Linked DNA regions of Zea mays: region 2 is linked to region 1. A link is a contact called in public Hi-C data. All regions are on one chromosome and are shown on one strand. The core of a region is the stretch at or near the end of the contact, and the rest is flanking DNA. Distances in the headings are between cores, read along the strand shown.

Region 1 (4,588 bases), core at 830-3,329:
CTATAAACCTAATGCACATTTCCTAGACTTAAAGTGTGTAAAAATTATTTAAAAACACAAGGAAGGGGTTGCATGCACCGGGGCTTGCCTGGATAACACTAGGTTAGTGTTGTTAGACGACATCCGCTTGACGACCATCTTTTGTTCTGATACTTGTTCAGGCAGGTTTGTCCATCAGCATCATCATGCGGAGTAGCCTGCGCTTGGGGTCGACTTGGCTCGTCTTCCACATCGCGCGATTATTTATCGTACCTCATGAGATGCACGATGCATATGTATGAGCACAAGTATAAGATAGATATCTATATCGAAGAGAATGAAACACTTATAACAAAACATTTTACCAATATTTAAGACCACTACTCATACATACGTGGAACCTATTTAATTATATTTAACATATACACCTATCAAGGCACTACTCACCTGACCTACCCATCGACAATTATTATACAATATGATTAATTCACCATTGCACACAAGCACACCCCAACATTAGATCAATCCAATTATACCAGACATATGTTTCCATTTTGTAAATTAAGACGCATAAAATACAGGTCAATGGTGCTAACCACAACCGGCCATAACCATACTTAAAACTAACTTAACTAGTTTTCTAAGCCATTTTATCGGATTAACTTGTATAGCCTACGAGTTAAATACGATATTTAATCGTTCGCGATTAATATATCTATTCAATCCATCGACTAAATCAATTAATAAAAATAGTGAACTATAGAACGGTTACCGATTTAACTTACCATCAATTAAATTCGACTTGAAACCATGAAATCAACGACGCTTTTCAGCTCAGCATTTCACCGAAAAATAAGGTAAGTGTTGCGTCAAATCGCGCTTCATCTTTATCCGACGCTTGGCATTTCTTGAGGATGCATGAAACGACGACGAGATCGATTCTGGAGCGAGCTAGCGAGGTATGGTTGAGCAGGTTAGCGCGAGCTCTGGTGAGGACACGAATCCAGTAAGGATTCTGGCGACAGCAAGGTCACAAGCTGTAGTGAGAGCGCGGACACTGAGTCCGGGGAGGGAGAGGGGGACGCGAGCTTCGGCCACCGGCAAGTGTAGTATCGACGACGATGACCGGCGCGGGGCTGATAAGCGCGACAAGCACGTGCAGGGGGCAAGGGCAAGCGGTTAGGAGACGACAGTATGGTTCGGGCACGACCGTGCGAGCACTGGACGAGAAAAAACGACGGACTCAATGACACACGAAGCTATCACCTCCCTGTTGGGCATTCCGTCGAGCATCGGATAAGCGACGCACGAAACAGCACTGTCTTCACTATCCCCAGCTCGATGTCGAGGATCCACCAACTGCAAGCACCTACACTACTCCTGCACATCCGAGACAACGGCTTGACGAGGTTGAGCCCACGACGGTGACCCAGGGCGCGGTCCAGCGAGCAGAGAGCTAGGAGTGGCGCCGCGGCTGGCGAGTCCGAGCACCAGGGAGAGGCGCTTGGGCTAGAAAATCAGGGCGCCCGGCCAGCCGAGTTGGAGATGTCGCAGGCGTACAGCAGGAAGAAAGAGCGGCGTCCATGGCTACTCTAACAGAGGGAGCCGAGGCGAGTCCCGGGAAGCAGCAAAGACGAGCAGAGTTACGGCCACCATGGCGGGGAGGAGCTCGGCATAGGCACGGCGAGATCCGGCGATGCTGAAAAAAAATGAGGCGAGGCACCAGGTTGCCGAGAGGACGTTGGGCTTAGGTGGAATCAAGGTTAAGCAGAGCCTAGGCATGACCATGGCAGGGAGATGGGGAAGGAGCCGAGCTGGAGCAAGGAGAAGAGGGGGGACGCGACGCTGGGAGAAACGCCGGCAAGGGAGCAGGATGGCCGCGACCATGGCGAGCAGAGGATCCACTCGCGTGGTCCTGTGCACGCGGCTGGGCGAGCCCCATGGCCGGACCAAGGAGGACCCGAGTGGAGCAAGGAGGGACGCCATGGAGGTTGGGGAAAGCAGCGACCGGCGCTAGAGGAAGATGGAATTCTGGGAATGGAGCTACGAGAAGAAAGCAGGAGCGGCTGAGGAAGAACAGCTGCGCGCGGGGAGGAGATAAGCATCGCGAGAAATATCTAGGGAGAGAGATAGCGACGGGAGAAGAGGGAGATGGAAGCTGCGCGGTGAAAAAAAATCCCAGGCGGCTGAGATTTTTTTTTTACTTTTTTTTAAAAAATCGTAGATATTTTGAATCAAGATTTCTAGCGATGTATATAATTGGTCAACGCGCTATACGGCTACGCATTTTATTTTCCGAATTATGAAACGGAAACTCAGAGGAATAACAGCTTAGACTGTTCTGTCCAAATCTCGTTTGGATAATTTTCGTGACTATTCCAGCCACGATGCAAACGGACCAGATTGAAACGAGTTCGGATTCGGTATTTTAATATGCTCTACGTGATTCGACTGAAATTAGCAGAAACCAGATCCGCTAATGCATACGCGATTTCGTCGTCAAAACAATGTGCTGAAGGATAAATTGGATCATATCCTCGCGCACGATTTCACTTAGACGACGCGTGATCCTAATTATGTTGCACTAAGTATTTTAAGCGTCGAATTATAATTAATTTATTTGGGGACACGAATCGCAATGGTGGATCGAGCTTCCAAATTCGTATTCGCGCGAGCGATGAATTTTAAATAATCACTGGACGCACCGATTTTTGAAACAGCTATGTTCCGAACATCACGAAAATTTTGGAAGAGCCTGGATAGATAAAAATAAAAATGATGTCGCGCTCGCGACAAACGAAACAGATACGATATTAAAATCACGATAGGCGGAGATGATTAAAATTTTAGCATCTGTTTTATTCACTGATATTATGTGCTTAAATTCATACTCATTGTCGAGCAGAATATAAATACCTGGGGTATTACAGTCGTCGTCCACCACCGTCGTCCGCGCAAGGCGAGGTATATATATATATATATATATATATATATATATATATATATATATATATATATATATATATATATATATATATATATATATATATATATATATATATATATATATATATATATATATATATATATATTAAAACATTTTATTTTCGTCGATTTTTTGTGGCCGACGGGAGTTAACTGTTATGTGATTAGATTTTGTTTAAATTTGTTAATTGATATTGTTATTAGTCTTCATATGACTTTATACATTGTAGTTGCTATTTTTAATTTTTTGTTGCAAATCTAAAATGTGTTGTTTGATGTTATTAGTTAATGAATTTGATGGTGAATGTGATGTGTTATACAAATATTAGTTATTGCAAATATTATTATTTAATGAATTTTGATGTTATGCAAGTATTAATCATGTTATTGTGATGAAGTTGTGTTATGTATATATATAGTTGTACTACTTATCTACAGATGTATGTGTGACGTGTAGAAACATGAATGTCTCACACGCACTTCTTACTCGTACACACAACCGCAATAATGAGTGATAGACGTGATTGTATGTATGAATGTTTAAAGAAGGGTGAGTGTCACACAAGTGAATGGTTTGTCAAGACGTAGATGTTTCTGGACCATGCAGCTGCTTTGTCACAAATAGATAATATTAGGTGTCCATGCAATAAATGTAGAAATAGGACAAGCCACACCAAGAGGCAGGTCACACTACATCTGTGCTCGCATGGTTTTGTGCCAGGCTATAAGGTCTGGTATCTCCACGGGGAGTCATGCCTTGAACGAGCAGCAGAAGTAGAAGTTGATGACGGTGAAGATGTGGATAGGATGGACCAGATGCTTGAGGATTTGCAGCCTGAACTGGCCCCAGATCATCATGATTCACCTACACCGGAGGTTCAGAAGTTCTTCGACCTCCTCAAAGCGTTAGAAGAGCCTCTTCACGGGCACACTGACATGACCGTCCTCGAATTCGTGACCCAACTGATGTCAATTAAGTCCAAGTTTGCATTCTCAATTAATTGTTACAAGGAGCTTGTGGATTTGATTAGCGAGGTTCTTCCTACGGGTCACAAGATGCCCAAAGACATGTATCAGTCCAAGAAATTGCTTGAAGGTCTTGGTATGGAGTATGAGAAGATTGATGTTTGCCAGGACAACTATATGCTTTTTTGGAAGGAACATGGCAGAGAGCAGAAATGCTTAAAATGTGGGAAGTAGAGGTACGTGGAGCTTGTAAATGAAGATGAGGAGAAGGTGGTGACAAAGGTTGCACATAAACAGCTTCGGTACATGCCTCTCACTCCTAGAGTGAAACGTTTGTTTCTCTCGAGGAAGACCGCTATGCACATGAGGTGGCATAAAGATTATACGGACAGACAAGATGGGTTAATGGTGCACCCGTCAGATGGTGATGCATGGAAGGCTCTTGACAACTTTGATCCAGATTTTGCGAGCGATGCAAGAAACGTTCGTATCGGCTTGGCAACTGATGGTTTCACGCCGTTTAATATGACCGCTGCATCATATTCATGTTGGCCTGTCATTGCCATACCGTACAACCTTCCACCTGCTCTTTGCATGAAATATGAGTTTATGTTCCTATGTCTTGTTATACCTGGGCCTGAGCATCCTGGCGTATGCC
Region 2 (4,588 bases), core at 952-3,451, 190 kb before region 1:
AAAAAAGTAGACGGATCATTAAAATAAATGCATAAGAAACGAGGGACAAATCCAGTGCTAGAGCCTCCCACACAGTGGGATCTAGGGAAGGGATAAATTGAGGCAAGCCTTCTTCCACAAATGCGGAGAGGCTGCTTCGAACTGGCGACCAGGTGACTTAGTGAGACAGCTCTCACCACTGCACCAGGTCTGCTCTTCGTGGCCTAAAGAAATCAATGATTAAAATAAATGCAAAAGAAACAAAAATGTGAAAAAAGAGAGTAGATGGTCAAAAGAGAAATCATTCGAATACCAGAGACCAGAGTACAAGACAATAGAAGCATAAGTCTATTTTGAATGATTCTGAAGCCATACATCATGTTAATGTAACCCTTTTCCAAACAACATATTTCAAAGACATAAGCAAATGCGAACTCAATAATGAGAAGAATGATAAGTACTGATGAAAATGATTTCAGCAGGGAATGAAAATATCTCAAGTTGAAAGATAAAGCAAATGATAGAAGTGATTGTGCATCATTTTGTATAATATGTTAATAACACTTTGGTAAAATGAACATTTCCATTTTTCATCTAGTTGAACTTACCATCTCAACTAGCCTTCCCCAATTAGCAGTATTTATAAATGTACATAATTTATCCTGCTGTAAAGCTTTTAGCTTCACCAAAATGAATGGTAGAACACTGCATTACTTGTGTCCAAATGCTAAAATGCAACTGCTGACTGGCTACAATTACTTTCCAGGTCTGAATGCTCATACATATAGCTAGCACTAGAAAATTTTAATAACACCTTATTGCAAAACAGAAAACTTAACATACAAAACCAAAAAGGCACTTTAACAGATATAATATATAAAGCTCAGCGAAATTTATGGTCCCAGAAAATCATGAAGGTGAAGTGAACTGTTCTCACGCTCCACACCTGGAACATGCGTGATATCGTAATCAACAGGTATTGTAGCATTTAAATGGATTTATACTTTATTTTCGTAGCTAAAAATCCTCAACCAACTGATTAAAAAAACAGGAATCTCTTACTCCAGAAACTGTTGTCCAACAGAAGACCTTCTAAACAGGTCAGCCAACTAAAAGAGCAACCAACTGTACTTAAGTTTACCATACTAAAAGAGCAACTAATCCTAGAAATAGTATGCCAATTGGATGTAAATAATGCGACTCTCTTTTAACAAGTCAGTACGAACAGCTGCCAACATAGTGATGTACGAACCAACAAGTTCTTCAAGGGACCTGCTCGATGCAGCAAACCAACCAACCAGGCTACTCCCTCCATATCAAGAACCAACGTTAAAAGAACAAGCATCCCATGGACTCCCGTTACCTTCTATGCGCAAGCTGCATAGCATCAGCATTGGACTAATCCTGGATTCCGGGACCACCATTTCTCGTTGAGAAACATGGTGCCCATACGGTAAGCATATTTCAGTGAACATAGGTCGAGGAGAGGGAAATTTTGCTATGAGAGGAAAAGGAAAAGAAAAGATGTAATTTTAGATCTTGAGTAGAAGCAAATCATTTAAGCTTGATTGCTTAAAAAGGAAAAAAAAACAATGAACCAAATTAACCCAATGCACGCAACGGTTAGATGATGAGATCACTAAAAATAGCGCCTCCTTGCACACAAGACAAGCAGGTTAGCCGAGGCAATTGTACAAGCTGCGATTAGAGCCCGGGGACCCAGCAAAAAGTTGAGGCGAGTTTCTCGGCAGCAGGCTACGCGCTCGCGTCCAGCGCAGAGCCGAAGACCTTGAAACAACGGAAGAAAGAAAGAAAGACGGCGAGTGCAGGCGCACCTCGAAGACGAAGCGGTCGAGGAGGTAGCGGACGGTGGGGAAGAAAAGGACGAAGACGGGGAGCGCGAGGAAGTCGTCGTACGCCGGGTAGGCCTCTCGCTCCCAGTCCACGGCCGCCAGGAGCCGCCCCGCCGCCTCCCCGAGCCCCATCCCCGCTCCCACGGCCCCGGCCGAATCGAAGGTAATTTCTGGATGGAGTCCAGTGGCGGCGGCGGCCAGAAAGGTCGACGGGATTGGACCCGATTCGGCAGCTCTGGGCAGGATTCCCGCTGTGTGGCAACGCAGCGCTTGCCTCTGAAAGCGAATTTACCCTTTTCCCTGTTCGTTTGCCACCGGTTCTTCTCCCTGTGTTCTGTTTTACTCGCGCCCATCTACTGTACGATTAGTTTGAGAAATTTGCTATTTTGCCATTTGGCGATTACTTTGGGCCTGAGCCTCCCTGCGACCCTGCCGCTGCCGGAAAACCTGTACGGATAATTCTAAAAACTTGGGGATTTTCGCTAAGGCCTCGTTTAGTTAGACCGTTAGATGGACTAAACATTAATCCCTGTTTTTATATCATTTAAAGCTAGTTTAACAACTTTATTTTTTAAGGAATTCCTATTTTCCTAAAAAAATAAACTAATTTCTCTTGGGAAATTAATATCTCTTGAGAAAATAGAGTTACCAAACAGTCATCAGTATCTTCTTTTGTTAAATGGAAGGACTAAAATTAAGACTAAGGGCCCGTTAGGTTTCTTTAGTCCAGGACTAAAGTTTAAGTAGGAGACTAAAGTTTAGTCTATGTTTGGTTCTATGGACTAAAAATATTAAAAAACATTAAATGAATCATAAGAGGACCAAAATACCTCCTAGTATTCCTCCACCATCAGTGCAACTGAAATAAAGGAGGGACAAAAGGTGGAATTAATATAGTTTATTTCTTTTTAGACTGTCTCCAGCAGCGTCCCCTAAATTTCGTCCCCTAAAGGAATATTCTCTGTACTTTACAGGACACTCTAAAAGATTCTGTCCTCTATATCTTCTGTGTCTCCAGCAACGTCCCCTAAATTCGTTCCCCTAAAGCTACAGTGTTAACAGAATTCGTTTTTCCTTTTCTTTTTCTGTTTTCTTTGTTTTGTACCCATTTAATGGTACTCAAAGGATGCTAAAAAATTTGTAATCAATAATATTACAAATAATAATCTAAAAACTATGGTTCATTAATAATTTCGAAATGTACAAAATAAATAACATTGCATTTTATGTTGTGTGTAATTATTGTGGAAAAACGTGACACAATATTTGAATCGTATGAAAAAATGTTTACGAATTCACATGCTTCCACCGTAAGCCACGACACTTCTTCAACAAGCCATTGTCTAGCTTCGGCTGCACGACAAGAGCATGGCTTCTCTCCCAAGCCTATCCCTTCTATAAATAATCACTACTTCAACACTTCACTCACACTTCGCATACACTCATCCACAACAATGAAGCGGTTCGTAGATTCCAATATTTTTCTTAGGATGGCACAAGACATGGAAGATGAAGACCATGAGCTCGAGGTTGCGACGTACCAACATCGTAGGCGTCATGCACTTAACGAGTGTCGGTACGCTGGTTCCATTCCCGGTCGTGTTCGAATCCATCGTGACCATATCAGTGGTGATGCAAGAATCCGAGCCGACTACTTTTGCGCCCAACCGGTTTACACGGATGCACAATTTCGGAGGAGGTATGTTTATTCATACGCACATGTATTAACGCCCATAGTACGTACTTGACAATTGTACTAAAAAAAGTTTGCAATATAGGTTTCGCATGCGTCGCCATGTGTTCGAGCGTCTCGTTCTTGTTGTGCAACAAGTGGATCTGTACTTCGTTCAACATCCAAACTGTGCCGGTGAGCTAGGCCTATCTGCCCTTCAGAAAGTTGTTGCTGCCATACGTATCCTTGCATACGGTGTTCCTGCGGATGCCGTTGACGAGTACGTACGAATTGGAGAATCTACAGCACATGAGGCTTTGAAACACATTTGCACTACCATCCAAACTGCTTTTGGGGGGGTATTATCTTAGGAAACCTACTCCTGCTAATATCGCTAGGCTTCTCCAAGTTGGAGAATCACGCGGCTTCCCTGGTATGCTTGGTAGTGTCGATTGCATGCATTGGGAGTGGCGTAACTGCCCAACTGCATGGAAGGGGATGTTTACCAGTCGCGGTAAACACCCTACAATGATCCTCGAAGTTGTTGCCTCATATGACTTATGGATTTGGCATGCATACTTCGGCATGCCCGGTAGCTGTAACGACATCAATGTTCTTCAGCGTTCAAACCTGTTCGATTCGCATCTTAATGATGATAGTCCACCAGTAGTTTCTCCGTCAATGGACACGCCTACAACATGGGATATTACCTAGCAGATGGTATTTATCCGGACTGGCCAGCGTTTGTCAAGACAATCTGTCATCCGTATGATGTGAGGACCCAACATTTTGCCACTGTTCAAGAGTCTGCTAGAAAAGACATTGAACGAACATTTGGAGTACTACAGAAGCGATGGGCCATAGTTCGTGGTCCTGCATATGGTTGGTCTCCACAACACATTGGAGATATCATGAAAACATGCATCATATTGCACAACATGATCGTAGAAGATGAAGGTCCTTCGTCTTTGAACACAAGCTTCGACAACATCGGAGTTTTGGCGGATACTAGTCATGGTTCCATTTCGGAGCGCAATGAGTACATCAACAACAGGTACGACCAACTACATGATCCAGTCAAATA

What was found. A called contact is a pair of places that touch in the nucleus more often than the background predicts.
Region 2: a contact with region 1 is called in a Hi-C map of leaf, with 4 times the contacts expected there. The contact joins the promoter of LOC103653686 here to the enhancer-like site in region 1. A contact is called at or near these places in 2 of 25 Hi-C or Micro-C datasets (ear and leaf).

Annotation. Positions count from the first base shown.
Region 1 is chr4:131,942,817-131,947,404 of Zm-B73-REFERENCE-NAM-5.0, reverse strand. No RefSeq gene overlaps it. Among protein-coding and RNA genes, the nearest start is that of LOC118476950, 28 kb to the left of the region's middle. Within about 2 kb of position 2,079, at least 9 of the 20 cell types and tissues checked have an H3K27ac peak or open chromatin away from gene starts, as enhancers often do. A contact at or near this core is called in ear and leaf, where this site is marked.
Region 2 is chr4:132,137,211-132,141,798 of Zm-B73-REFERENCE-NAM-5.0, reverse strand. LOC103653686 (ASC1-like protein 1) reads right to left here and starts at 2,201. Exons shown (of 7, transcript XR_565642.3): 1 at 1,815-2,201.